2 separate regions of the Rattus norvegicus genome follow, and region 1 is linked to region 2. Evidence: chromatin contacts called from public Hi-C data. All regions are on one chromosome and are shown on one strand. The core of a region is the stretch at or near the end of the contact, and the rest is flanking DNA. Distances in the headings are between cores, read along the strand shown.

Region 1 (6,737 bases), core at 1,314-3,813, 310 kb before region 2:
CACCGGAGAAGAAACAAAGTCTTTATTTCATAACTAAGATCAGAATCAGCAAAGAAAATGTGAACTGGAATAGATATTTTCTTTATTATCCAGAGGGTGACTGGCCATCGCCTTCAGCACAGCTAGTCATGTGACACACTGTCAAACATGGCTCTCCCTCCCATCTTCTGGCAAGGAAAGATTAATTTTCCTAAAGTCCCAGCCAATGGCAGTACCAGGACACAAAGCAAATAGACAGGACTCCAGGGTCCCCACTCTTACCAGGCTATGGTGCCAAAGGATTACCCAAGGGCTTCAGACACAAAAATTAAAACTCTGTGAAGAAACACGGGCAGCCTAGAAGGGAAATGAGGCGAACATTTCACACATGTAGTGGGGAAAGCGTTAGTACCCCCCACTTTCTCAAATGTCATTGCTCAGAACACCAGCGTGCTGAACGATGCTAATGGGTGTTCTGTGATAAAAAATACGTTTTGATGGTCAATTAAGTTTAGGAAATGATGTGTTAAATCTGACCATGGAACTTGTTCTCTCTCAGCATGCCTACTAACTTCTCACAGGGCAGTAAAGTTCCCTGAAACACAGCCCGGACGGTGTTGTCTTTGTGCATGGTGAGCTTCGAAGAAAAATACAAGGACTGCCTCCCCCCCCCCATTGAAAAATGGAGGCAAGAGACAATACACCAAAAAGAACACACCACACACACACACACACACACACACACACACACACACACACACAGTTTGAAAATATGTTCAACCTTGTCAGTAATCAGAAGAAATAAAACAATATTTCAGCTTTCAAGTAGACCCAAACAGAAAAGGGGGGGTTGCTTTTACAACAACAGCAAGGGAACGTGCTCTTGGACAAAGTTAGGGAGCCTGCACACAAACATAATTTTTCTGGTCGTGTGAAAGGAAGGCCTTGAAGGCACGGACATGACTTCATTGGGCAAGGTCTGTGTACAGAAATTTACCATGAAGACAGCACTGGGGAGGGGCTTACTGGAAGAGCACCTGCATGGCAAGTCTGAGGAACTGAGTTTAGATTCCCAGAACCCCTCTGCAGCCAGATGCAACTGTAATCCCAACACCTGTAAGGCAAAATAGGAGGTGGAACAGGGACCAGTTAGCCTTGGGTAAGACACAACAGACAAGAGACCATGTCTCAAACAAAGTGGAAGGTTAGGGCACATACCCAAAGCTGTCTGTCTTATCAGGGTTTTTATTTCTGCACAAACATCATGACCAAGAAGCAAGTTGGGGAGGAAAGGGTTTATTCAGCTTACACTTTCCACATTTCTGTTCATCACCAAAGGAAGTCAGGACTGGAACTCAAGCAGGTCAGGAAGCAGGAGCTGATGCAGAGGCCATGGAGGGATGTTACTCACTGGCTTGCTTCCCCTGGCTTGCTCAGCTTGCTTTCTTAAGACTACCAGCCCAGGGATGGCCCCACCCACAATTGGCTGGGCCCTCCCCCTTGATCACTAATAGAGAAAATGCCTTACAGCTGGGTCTCAGGGAGGCATTTCCTCAAGAGAGGCTCCTTTCTCTGTGATAAGTCCAGTGTGTGTCAAGGTTGACACCCAAAACCAGCCAGTACACTGTCCTTAGACCTCCATTGTATACCATGGTAGGTGAATGGTTGTACTCACACACAAAAATATTATACACATACACACACTACACACACACAAATGCACACAAGATGTTTAATACAAGAGCTAACTTGACAAGTACACACATGGATTTATTTCAAAATTATTCGTATTAGAAAATACATAGTATTGCTAAGCTAGTACTTGATTATACATTCTATCCACTTTTCAAAAATGGTGATACTGGAAATTAATATTCTATGGGAAAATATCCAATTTTATACTTAGAAAACATTAGAATGCTAAGCAATTTATATCATTTTTTTTCTAAAATAAAGTTTAAAAGACTGAAAACATCTAGATTGAAATATTAGTGATCCTTAGTTTTCTCCAGGAGTGAGATTTTGGTTAAAGTTTATGTTCTTTTACATCTTTCTGCATCGTCTTAGCAACAACAACAACAACATTAATTTACGTGTCAAGAACCGGTCCTTACCATGTTGAAACATGAAGTTTATGTCTCTCTGACGAGGGTTATGGACGTAAGAGCTTTTCATTCTTTAACAAAACAGGTGAATCCTTTACCACAAAGGTAGCCTCAGGCTAGGAGGAATACAATTTATGAGACAGAAGAAACGGAAGATTAATACTGGAGTCTGCAGAGACAGTAGATTTTTATAAAAAAGTTAGAGAGAGGGGGAGTTCACCTCACCGAACTTCACAGCTGTGTCAGCTGGTGGCTTGTCAGAGGGAAATCCTGGCGGGTGAACATCTTTTTGCATCTAACGGAAACAAATGGACGTCAAACTGTGCTTTGGCAAAGAGACCTGAGAGCCACCTTCCAGCGATTTCTAAAGAGAATCACAACTTCTTGTTCCTGAATTTGTGCAACAGGATCCGGGCCAACTCCTTCCCTTTGTTGACTAACCCAAAATGAACTCCTTATGCAAAATATGGAACGGCTCCAGCTTACCCAGTGCTCCGGGTTACCAGCCAGCTGTTGGCTCACACTAACTTCTCTTTTTTTCCTCCTTTTAAAGGGTGCAAAAATCTGTTGCTTTACAGACACAGGGAAAATCGAATTGGAGGCCCTAATTTGAAAATACCCCGAGCCTCCTAAAATTGGACTAACCTGGAGACCCTGCCAATTTGCTTAGATTGTTCTCTGTGTTACAGTAACTGTATTGAAATGAGAGGGGCCCTGGGAGATCTTCTCTCCCTGTTTAAGGGCTGTAACTCGGTTATTTTTTTTGTTGCTGTGATTAAAAAAAAAATACCGTTGACCAAAAGATCGTAAGGAAGGAAAGGCAGGGCTTGTCTAACCCCACGGTTTGAGGGCACAGTCCCTCATGGCAGCAAAGCTGCCAGTATGGAGTCTGCAGTTAGGGAGCAAAGGGTTCCGCTCAGCTGACTTTCTCCTTTTTAGTCAATTCAAGACTCCAACCCAAAGAATAGTGTCACACACTTTTAGGGTGGGCCTTCCTTCCTCACTTAACCTAGTCTAGAGAATCCCTTATAGCTGCGCCTAGACGCTAGTCTCCAAGGTGGTTCTAGAGCCTGTCAAGTTGATGAAGATGAAAACCAGCCGTAACAGTATGGAAAGGAAATTGTCCAGCAAGTCTCACTGGATAGGAGAGGACTTGGTCGCTAATGAAGGGTCCATCTGTTCCTTCTTTTTTTTGGTTCTTTTTTTTCGGAGCTGGGGACCGAACCCAGGGCCTTGCGCTTCCTAGGTAAGCGCTCTACCACTGAGCTAAATCCCCAGCCCCCATCTGTTCCTTCTTAAATCTCTTCACAAGCACCTCAGAATTTCTTGGGGTTCCCCGAGGAAGGAGCAGAGGCCAATTCCCTAGGAGGATAAGGTCTGGGATCTCCTGTTAGGGTTTGAATTTGAAACGCCCGCACAGGCTCATGTTTTGTAAGCGTGTTCCCAGACAGCGACGATATTTGGAGGAGTGCAGCTATTAGGAGGTGGGGCTTGGGTGGTAGAGGCAGTCACATCGGTGGCAGTGGCCTTTGAAGGTTCCGCACAGCCAGTGATTCTGGGTATGCTTTCTTCTTCCTGGATGCCTGTGAACAGCACTTTCTCTATGATTCTCTTGCCTCAGTGTGAGCCACCCTACTATGCCTTACGGGCTATTATGGATTGAAACACCCGGAAACGGAGCCAAAGAAACCGTCCCTCCCATAACCACGTCCATCAGTCTTGTCGTGGTACTGAGTAAAAGAAGTAGCTAATGTCACCCTGATGTCCTCAAAGGGAGCTAAACAAGGCTTTTGGCCTTTGGTTCCTCAAGGGATCGTTCCTAAGTCTCAAGCTTTTATTTGATTGGCCAAAGGAGAATTTATCATGCATAAATATGCATTAAATTAACATATTAGCCAACTTAGGAAACACAGTCTTAAACCAGCATTTTTCATAGAATTTTTAAATATTTTAGCACACAGAACAGGGGAGATGCACCTAGCATTTTCAAGATTTTTCAAGAAGGCCCAGTTGAAAATGTAGGGTTTCCTAGTTTTTCAAAATAGAATGTGCTGGAGGGACAGCTACAGTTTAGGCAATAGAACATTCAAGGATGAGTATCTTGTTTGTCCTCTCTTAAGCCTGTGGGTTGTAAGCTGGTATAGTCTATTGGTCAAGGTCAGAAGCACCCAAGTGCTCCCTGGCCCATGCAATGATTAGAGAGTCCACTGAGTCGTTGTAAAGATCAAAATAAAGGAATGGTTGACAGGTACACAGTGCTGCTCGGCAACAGGCTCCTCCATGACACCCCCGGACCCCAATCCACTTAGCAAGCGTCTTTGCAGAGTCTTTGGGTATTTTTTCAGGCACGTGTGTTTCTTTTTGGTGTGTCCTCTCATCTCCACTTTTCTATTGGGGTGTTCATATGTGTACACCCCCCCCCATATGTGTGTCGAGGGTGGCAATCCACAAATCCACACAAAAGTCTCTCTCTCTCTCTCTCTCTCTCTCTCTCACACACACACACACACACACACACACACACACACACACGCACACACACGCACACACGACAAGGTCTCTCACTGAACCTGGAGCACCAATCTTTGATCATCATATGAATGTACTATTTGCCAGGGCATTAAGTTCTCCCATTCCCACAGGACTCCACTCCTCTCCTGCTGCTGGGTTTCTTCATTCTTGCTACCCCTGGAGGGTCAAAGTTCAGCTTTCTCTTTCCAGAGGTGGAAAGTTGGCTCTGGAAACACATATGACTATGGAAAAAGGAGCAGTATTGATGGGCTCAGAATCTTCCATCAGGGAAACGTCATCTGGGCAGATATATGGTAACCTGCCCACTGGACCACCTCTCCATGCAGCTGTGAAGAGAAAAATAATCAGACCCACGCTCCTGACAGGAGCTAGCTAGACCAGCGGCAGGTCTCCCTGCACTGGCTGCCAGCCGATCTCTGTCTTAGCCTAAACTCCCTGATCTGTCTTTTGTTTGGAGCCTGCATGGAAATAAACATTCTAAGGGGGAAAAAAAGTAACCTTTTCTTCGTCATCGCCTTCTAGTCATAACAACACGAATTCTTCTGCAGACAAAGTGGATACTTCTGCCTACTAGGGGAAAGGTCAGGAAGTGCTGAAAAGAAAGAACAACAATGGGCACGGTTTCTAGACAACCTTGCTGGCAACCTTTGCTTAAGTCCATGTAGTTGTTCGGGATGCACAGAAAAACGGGATAATGGAGGATGTGGTGACCTTCAGGACTTCTCCGGATGGAGACTATTAAAGTGAGAAGCTGCAGGTTTGGGGCATCGAGGTGGCCCAGTGAGCAAAGGTGTTGCCTCCAGTCTTGAGGGTCTGAGTTCAAGACTTGGAATACGCACACAGTGGAAGGAGAAACCAACACCCACACATTGTCCTTTACCAGCCACATGTGCGCCTACCCCACAATTTAAGTTTTTAAAAGTAACAAAAATAGAAAAGGAAGCCTCACATGTTCTGAGGTTGTAGAACAGACTGGGGGTTGTGGAACAGGCTTGGGGAGTTGTAGAACAGATTTGGGGGGTTGAAGAACAGAGTGGAGGGTTATAGAACAGACTGGGGGTTTAGAGAGACTGGTGGTGTACAACAGACTGGGGGTTGTAGAACAGAGTGGGGATTGTAGAAGAGACTGGGGGCTGCAGAAGAGACTTGGGGGTTGTAGAACAGATTTGGGGGTTGTACAACAGACTGGGGGTTGTAGAACAGACTGGAGGTTGTAGAACAGATTGGGGGTTATAGAACAGACTGGGGGTTGTAGAGAGGCTGGGGTGTGGAGAGGCTGGGGTGTAGAGAGACCGGGGGGTGTAGAGAGACCGGGGGGTGTAGAGAGACTGGGGGTGTAGAGAGACTGGGGTGTAGAGAGACTGGGGATGTAGAGAGACTGGGGATGTAGAGAGACTAGGGTGTAGAGAGACTGGGGTGTAGAGAGACTGGGGGTGTAGAGAGACTAGGGGGTGTAGAGAGACTGGGGTGTAGAGAGACTGGGGATGTAGAGAGACTGGGGTATAGAGAGACTGGGGGTGCAGAGAGACTGGGGGTGTAGAGAGACTGGGGGTGTAGAGAGACTGGGGTGTAGAGAGACTGGGGGTGTAGAGAGACTGGGGGTGTAGAGAGGCTGGGGTGTAGAGAGGCTGGGGTGTAGAGAGACTGGGGGTGTAGAGAGACTGGGGGTGTAGAGAGACTGGGGGTGTAGAGAGACTGGGGTGTAGAGAGACTGGGGGTGTAGAGAGACTGGGGTGTAGAGAGACTGGGGGTATAGAGAGACTGGGGTGTAGAGAGACTGGGGTGTAGAGAGACTGGGGGTATAGAGAGACTGGGGGTGTAGAGAGACTGGGGGTGTAGAGAGACTGGGGGTGTAGAGAGACTGGGGTGTAGAGAGACTGGGGTGTAGAGAGGCTGGGGGTGTAGAGAGGCTGGGGTGTAGAGAGGCTGGGGTGTAGAGAGGCTGGGGTGTAGAGAGACTGGGGGTGTAGAGAGAGAGACTGGGGGTGTAGAGAGAGAGACTGGGGGTGTAGAGAGACTGGGGTGTAGAGAGACTGGGGGTGTAGAGAGACTGGCGTGTAGAGAGACTGGGGGTATAGAGAGACTGGGGTGTAGAGAGGCTGGGGTGTAGAGAGACTGGGG
Region 2 (7,053 bases), core at 752-3,251:
GCCTTGCCAATGATGCATGATTCTGGATCTGGCTACAGTTATTATTATTTTTTTTTTTTTGGTTCTTTTTTTCGGAGCTGGGGACCGAACCCAGGGCCTTGCGCTTCCTAGGTAAGCGCTCTACCACTGAGCTAAATCCCCAGCCCCTGGCTACAGTTATTTAATGGATCACATTACAGACCAGTGCAGTCCCTGCCCCTGCCCTCCTCCCCTGTTGTTTTAACCTAAAATAGTTTCCTTAGCCTTTGCTGACAGGTTTTTTTTTTTTTCTTTTTTACTTGAAAACTTTGCCTCACACATGCATTCGTACAAACACACCCAATAAATCTGTGCTTTCAAAAAGTAACAATTCAGCTAACATTTCCTGTGAAGAATGGTCATGGTCAACATATTCACCCACTTCTGAAGAAACAAATCTCTCAGCTGTTTCCTAGCAAGAATACTTTCCTTTGTCAGGCTCCATATTTGAACAGAGAGAGGAGAAAGAAAAAAAACCAACCTTTGGACTAATATTGATCCCATGGCTTTACTATCTCAAAGCCCTACAAAGGGCATGGCTCACTCATCTGAAAGCTGAATAGCATTGATAAGTAGACTTGAGATTTATGCTTCTGTTCATCATGAGCGTTTTCTAAGAACCTTTGACTAACTCTCTCAGTAGCCCTAGACTAAGGAGGGCACACATGAAAGAAACCTCATGAATATTAAGTGGTGCCTCACAGGACCCTTATGGCAATGCTAGAGCATAAGAATTATGTCACTTTTCATGGGTAGTTCAAGAAGGTCAGGTGTTGAGTCCTGAAGAAATGGTCTTTATCACAAAAATACATCTGTAGCATGTTCCAAATGAAATAGTTATTCCGTTTTCCCTTCCACTCCTATGCCCCAGAAACTGAGTAGACTCAGGCACTGAGAGAATCCAGTGTAAATATCTTTTGCCTACAGGCTAGTGAGCTATGGTCTCAGATGTAACACGACACACCAAGATAACTTACGTCAGAAACAGAGGGAAGAAAGTTCAACCACTGGGCTGCTAATGTAATTAGCGTATTGCCTATGTATGTGCTTTTATTTTCATATAAAGGTTGAATTAGTTTATTGTAAATATTCTGGAAATGTTATATGGGGTATATTTATCTAAATAACTATTTGCATGGTTTTATTATTGATCTGTTTTCAGATCTGATACCTAAAGTAGGAAACTCACTTGTCTTTAATAGTTTTGTTTACTTTGAATAAACTGAACCTGGTGCGTGGTTCCAAGGTCAAGCTCATAGGTTACTGTGGTTTGAATGTAAGATGTCCCCCATGGGTTTGTGCATTTAAACAACTGACCCCCCAATGGGGGCAGCGTTTGGGGAGGTTGTGGAACTTGCATAGGTGGAGCCCTCATAGAGGAAGTGGGTCATTGGGGGTTAAGCCTTGAGATTTTGTAACTTATCCATACTTCCAATTCACTCTTTGACTCCTGACTATAGATACAATGTTACCATCCAGCCTCTTAATCCCACTGCCAGGCTTTCCCAGCCATGATGGAGTGATCTCCTCAGACTGGAAGACTAAATTCTGCAAATTGCTTCTTGTTAAGTATTGGGTTATAATAACAAGAAAAGTAACTAATGTATAGATCTTCTTTCCCTGTGGGTGGGGTTATAGTTCATCCATCTGGGTTGGACAGACACTGCTGCCTTTCTTAAATATAAGCAGAGGGGAAAGCCCTGTCTGGTTCCTGACCCAGAGGAAAAAGGGCACTGTACTTCTATCTAGTATTCTTTGGTTTGGGTCAACTCCAATCAAAGTTCAGATGTTTGGATTGCAGAATTTTCAAATATTGAGAGGCTAGAAATGTAAGAGCCTCTCGGCTGCTAGGGTGACACACAGGCACTGAAAGGTGTCTGGATGTCTGCCTCACCCCACTTTGCTTTTAAGCCGTTATTCATTGTTCTTTCCCTTTGCAATCAGAGTAAGTACTTCGACCTTTGTGTCTTCTCTCATCAGCCCCTCTCCTGACCAATTTCATCATGGTCCTCCTCCTTGCTTGGCTAATGCTAGCCAGTCAGCCCAGACTTATCCAAGAAAGCCAACAGTCTCTGCTGCCAATACAACTGGATGAATTAACCTAAGTTTCAGGGAAGATCTATAACTCTAGCCCTGGAGCCATGCGTGATGTTATAGGTTTGCACAGAGATGGTTGAGTCAACAGAAAAGTCAAGTGAGTTTCACACACTTCAGACATCAGGTCTGGGAAGGGACTGTGAGTGAAAACGGCAAGCGACAGTTCAGAGTTCTATCTCTTAAACATCCTTAGCTAGCTCTTATACCAAGACCCTTGTACTTCTAGGACCATCCAGCACAAAATATATCTATCCCTCATAGACTGGCTTCCCTGGAGCATGCTGTCTAACATCTGTTGCAGGTATTTTCCTACTTATTGTATTACAGGATTTCTTTCCCTTGTACCAGTGCAGAGCAAGCCAGTGAGCACAGCTCCTGCATGACTTCTGTTTTAGTGTCTGCCTCCAGATTCCTGACTTCCTGCCTTGGCTTCTCTCAATGGATTGTGACCTAAGATATGTAAGGCAAATCAACACTTTCCTCCCTGTGGTGGTTTGAATATGCTTGGCCCATGGGACATGATGGCACTATGAGGCATGGCCTTTGTGGAGTAGGTATGGCCTTGCTGGAGTGGGTGTGGTCTTTGAGTGGGTGTGGCCTTGTTAGAGTGGGTGTGGTCTTGTTGGAGCAGGTGTGGCCTACTCCAACACTGCTGGGCAGGCTTCGAGATCCTATGCTCAAGCTCTGCCCAAAGTAGAAGAAACGCTGCAGAAACAGTCTCTTCCCGTTGCCTTCAGATCAAGATGTAGAATTCTCAGCCCCTTCTACAACACCATGTCTGCATGCACACTGCCCTAGTTCCCACCATGATCATAATGGGTTGAACCACTGAAACTGTAAGCCAGTCTCAATTAGATGTTTGCCTTTATAAGAATTGCTGTGGTCATAGAGTCTCCTTACAGTAATAGAAACTAAATGGTTGCTGTAAAATTAAAATAAAATTTGTCTTTTACCCAACACTAGGTCTGGCACCATAGTGCCCCAAGATATCTGGTAGATATCCTCATCTCAGTCAGCAAAGCCTCTCACCTGCTTTGCTCCATTCCCATATCACACTGCCAAAGGCTACTCTCTGAGCCGGGCAACAATCTCTCTACCCATCTGGTTACCAAGGCAGGTTGCCACCATGTCAGAATAGGCATCTCAATTCCGTGTCGGCCCAGTGTCTCCAGCTACCACATACTCTCTTAAACTTAAATCACCACATGAAAGAACACACAACACAATACCCTCTGACCCCATTGATAATATATAATTTGCTCATCTAGACATACAAAGCCCTGTAAACATCCATCCCTTAAGAATATTCATAACAACCTGTAAACGTGCATAGAGGAATCTTAGCATCCGCCTCCATGTTCTCTCTCAGCTGCTTCTCCTCCTCCTGTTCAGTCTCCTCCTCTTCCCTCACACTTTTCTCTCGCCCATCCTTCCTTCTCATCCGATGACAGGCCTCCTTCTATCTTGTACCTGCCTTCATCTGTGTGACATCATCCTACATTTCACCCTTTTTGTCTAATTAAAAAAAGCTTTTCTCGGGGTTGGGGATTTAGCTCAGTGGTAGAGCGCTTGCCTGGGAAGCGCAAGGCCCTGGGTTCGGTCCCCAGCTCCGAAAAAAAGAACCAAAAAAAAAAAAAAAAAAAAAGCTTTTCTCTCAAATATAAGCTGAGCACGACTATTATCATTTTGTAATTAAAAGCATAAAATATGCCTAACACCCAGTCCAACATTTTCTCAGTGAAACAGAACATTTAGTTATCCATTCCAGCTTAAGAAAGGCTTAAAATCTATGTTATAGTCTGGCTAGCTTGTATACTATCTGATAACTATCTAATAAAATATGTATTTCAAAGTTAAACAGCCTGATAGGCTATGAGTTTTTAATCAGTCTTCAACCCCGTCAGAAATCTGAGAATGACCAAATATCTATACCCATAGGAAGCCTAACACGCTTCCAGAACTGAGAGGTTGAAGAGACAAATCACTAGCACAGTCCCCAGTTAGCAACATGTGAGCGGTAGTCTACAGCCTTCTGGCCCAAAATCAACTGACAGACTCTTGAAATGCGGAAATCTTGAAGGGCTGATAATTCTGGCTTGGCAAAATTATCAGTCGACCTTTCTGCATAAGGTGTCCCTTTTTGGACAGTATTAGTCTGTAGATGAAGTAGGCAGTTTCTGCTCAGTGGCTGGCTAGACACAAAGTACTCACTCGGAGGTAGAGATGCTCAATTTCTTCATTAAATCCACCAAAGGGATTTAATCATTAAATCATTAAGTTAGGACTATTAGGAGCAGATATGTCTCAACAAAAGATAAATAACTTTAAATCTCATATTTTGTGGATTTCTGACATTTTTGAAAACCATCTGTCTATATAAGGTAATCTGGACTGTTGTCCATTAGCTGTCTTATTATCTTGAAAGTATTCTAACAAACTCAGAGCCATGAATTTGCTATTTGGCCCTTAACTCACATGTGTAGTCAACTCAGAAGTTTGTAGTCAATATAAGGACCGGCTCTGAATGTCTGCATTCACTCTGCCTGGTTTCCAGACTTTTCTCACAACTCTCTACTTGGAGTCAGTGACTAATTTTCCTTAAGTTCCGAACCATGGGTGAAAATTTCCATGTGATTCAGGTAATCTCTGTGCTCTCTTCTTAAAAACAAACTTAATCACCTTCTAATAATACCTGTCATTAAGAAGTAGCTCTGTTTAACTAGGATTTTAGCTCAAAATTCCCATGCGTCAGAAGGAATATGAGTATCCTGAAAGACTTTCTAAACAACTTTCTTTAAAAAGCAGCCTTTAATCTCTAACTCTCTGAGCTGCCACTACTTATCACACAGCAGGGAACCTACAGCCGGCCAGCCCAGGATGCTTCTGTGTTTCTCTGTTTAAAGTTCCTGCACTTGAGGTATCACATGACCCAACATAGCGCTGGCCTCCTCTAACTTAGAAAATAAAACCTTCTTTCAACTCTTAGGATTACTAGTGGATTCTCGTTCACCACATGAGTTGGTTCAATGTCATACAAGATAGAACAAGGATTTTCATTGGATGAGAAGGAAGGATGGGTGAGAAAAAACTTTGAGGGAAGAGGAGGAGACTGAACAGGAGGAGGAGAAGCAGCTGAGAGAGAACATGGAGGCGGATGCTAAGATTCCTCTATGCACGTTTACAGGTTGTTATGAATATTCTTAAGGGATGGATGTTTACAGGGCTTTGTATGTCTAGATGAGCAAATTATATATTATCAGTGGGGTCAGAGGGTATTGTGTTGTGTGTTCTTTCATGTGGCAATCAAAGTTTAAGAGAGTATGTGGTAGCTGGAGACACTGGGCCACCACGGAATTGGGATGTATATGTTTGACATGGTGGCAACCTGCCTTGGTAACCAGATGGGTAGAGAGATTGTTGCCAGGCTCAGTGAGTAGCCTTTGGCAGTATGATATGGGGATGGAGCAAAGCAGGTGAGAGGCTTTGCTGACTGAGATGAAGACACCTACCAGATATCTTGGGGCACTACGGTGCCAGACCTAGTGTGGGGTAAAAGACAAATTTTATCTTAATTTTACAGCAACACTTCCTAAGTTGCTTTAGGTCAGTATTTTATCACAGAAATGTGAACCCTTAGACAGAGGGAATCTTGGCATATTATTTGAGTTTATATGACATTAAAGATTTACAAAATAAAGGTAGGAGTGTCCCTAGGAGTTCTTGAGTCCGTGTGATGGAAAGAGTGACAGCTCTCTCATCTCACTCTACGGTTTAAAGAGACTTAGACAGGATATGACCTAGAAGGGCCAGACATAGGTTCTCAGCAAGAAGGGAGAAAACAGATGAAGCAAGGGACACAATAAAAAAGGTACTGAAGATACAGGTTGCTGTCCTCTTTTGTTTTTTTTTTTCTTACTCTAGACCTAGACAAAGTCAATGACTGTGGCAGCCAATCAGTGAGTTCCCGTGTGTGGACAGAGGCTGTCCCTGTTTCATCCCTCATCAGAGGATTCCAGGCCACAATCTGAGACTCTACTAACTGTCCCCTGAAACCTTGTGAACACACAGGGTGTGGTCCCTGGCTCCTTAGCAAGGTAGGATAGAATGGGGGCAGACATACCTGGATGGAATCAGACAGAAGGGCCAGACAACAGGGAAAATAATTTCCCAGGCACATCACTCAGGAGGAGACGGTTGCTAGGACAACTTGGTCCTATACTTTTGTCACAAAGAATTTCAGCCTCAGTCTCATCTCTAATTTAGAACGGTTGTCCATGTGCTTGTAGGAGACTGACCTTTGGGGGAAATATGGAAAACAAATTTTTTTAAATAATGAAAGCTTTCAGAAAGTAAACATGCTCAGTACAGTTGGTCTGCTGTGCAGAGCAGTACCAGTCAGTTCCACATTTGACAAGTCCCACACTGAGCCCTTGAGGGAATTCATTCTTGATTCTGAGTCTTTACCTTCCTATCTTCCTTTACCAGTAGGGTGCTCAGAATAGCCAGTGTGTCGAAAGTACCATGCTGAAATGTCACGTTTCACTGTGCATTGTAGAGCATTCTCAGAGAGAAACATGTTGTCCTGAGACCCTTAGTTCCCAGGAACTGCCTGAGAGGCTTTTAGTATGTCATCCTAATGGTACCAAGTTATTAGAGGCATTAACTGCGTAACTACCAGGTGCCTTTTAATATATTAGTCTCAGCCTCTTGGCTTGTGATGGGCTCTTTGAAAAGCAGAGTGGTTTTGGGTTGACGGCAGGGATCACAAGAACACTGGAAGCCCATTGGGCAGCCTGTGCCTGGGTCCATTTTCGGCTCTCCATTTGCTCGGTTGGAGAATACCTGCAAGGACATGCTTTCCTCTGTGTCTTGGACGATGGCTCTTGTCACAAAGCAGACACAAAGCAGAGGGGCACACATTGTCAAGTCCTCTCACTG

What was found. A called contact is a pair of places that touch in the nucleus more often than the background predicts.
Region 1: a contact with region 2 is called in a Hi-C map of liver, with 2.7 times the contacts expected there. The contact joins two enhancer-like sites. A contact is called at or near these places in 2 of 12 Hi-C or Micro-C datasets (kidney and liver).

Annotation. Positions count from the first base shown.
Region 1 is chr7:56,417,112-56,423,848 of GRCr8, reverse strand. No RefSeq gene overlaps it. Among named protein-coding and RNA genes, the nearest start is that of Dyrk2, 170 kb to the right of the region's middle. Within about 2 kb of position 2,563, at least 20 of the 93 cell types and tissues checked have an H3K27ac peak or open chromatin away from gene starts, as enhancers often do. A contact at or near this core is called in liver, where this site is marked.
Region 2 is chr7:56,106,274-56,113,326 of GRCr8, reverse strand. No RefSeq gene overlaps it. Among named protein-coding and RNA genes, the nearest start is that of Dyrk2, 140 kb to the left of the region's middle. Within about 2 kb of position 2,001, at least 1 of the 93 cell types and tissues checked has an H3K27ac peak or open chromatin away from gene starts, as enhancers often do. A contact at or near this core is called in liver, where this site is marked.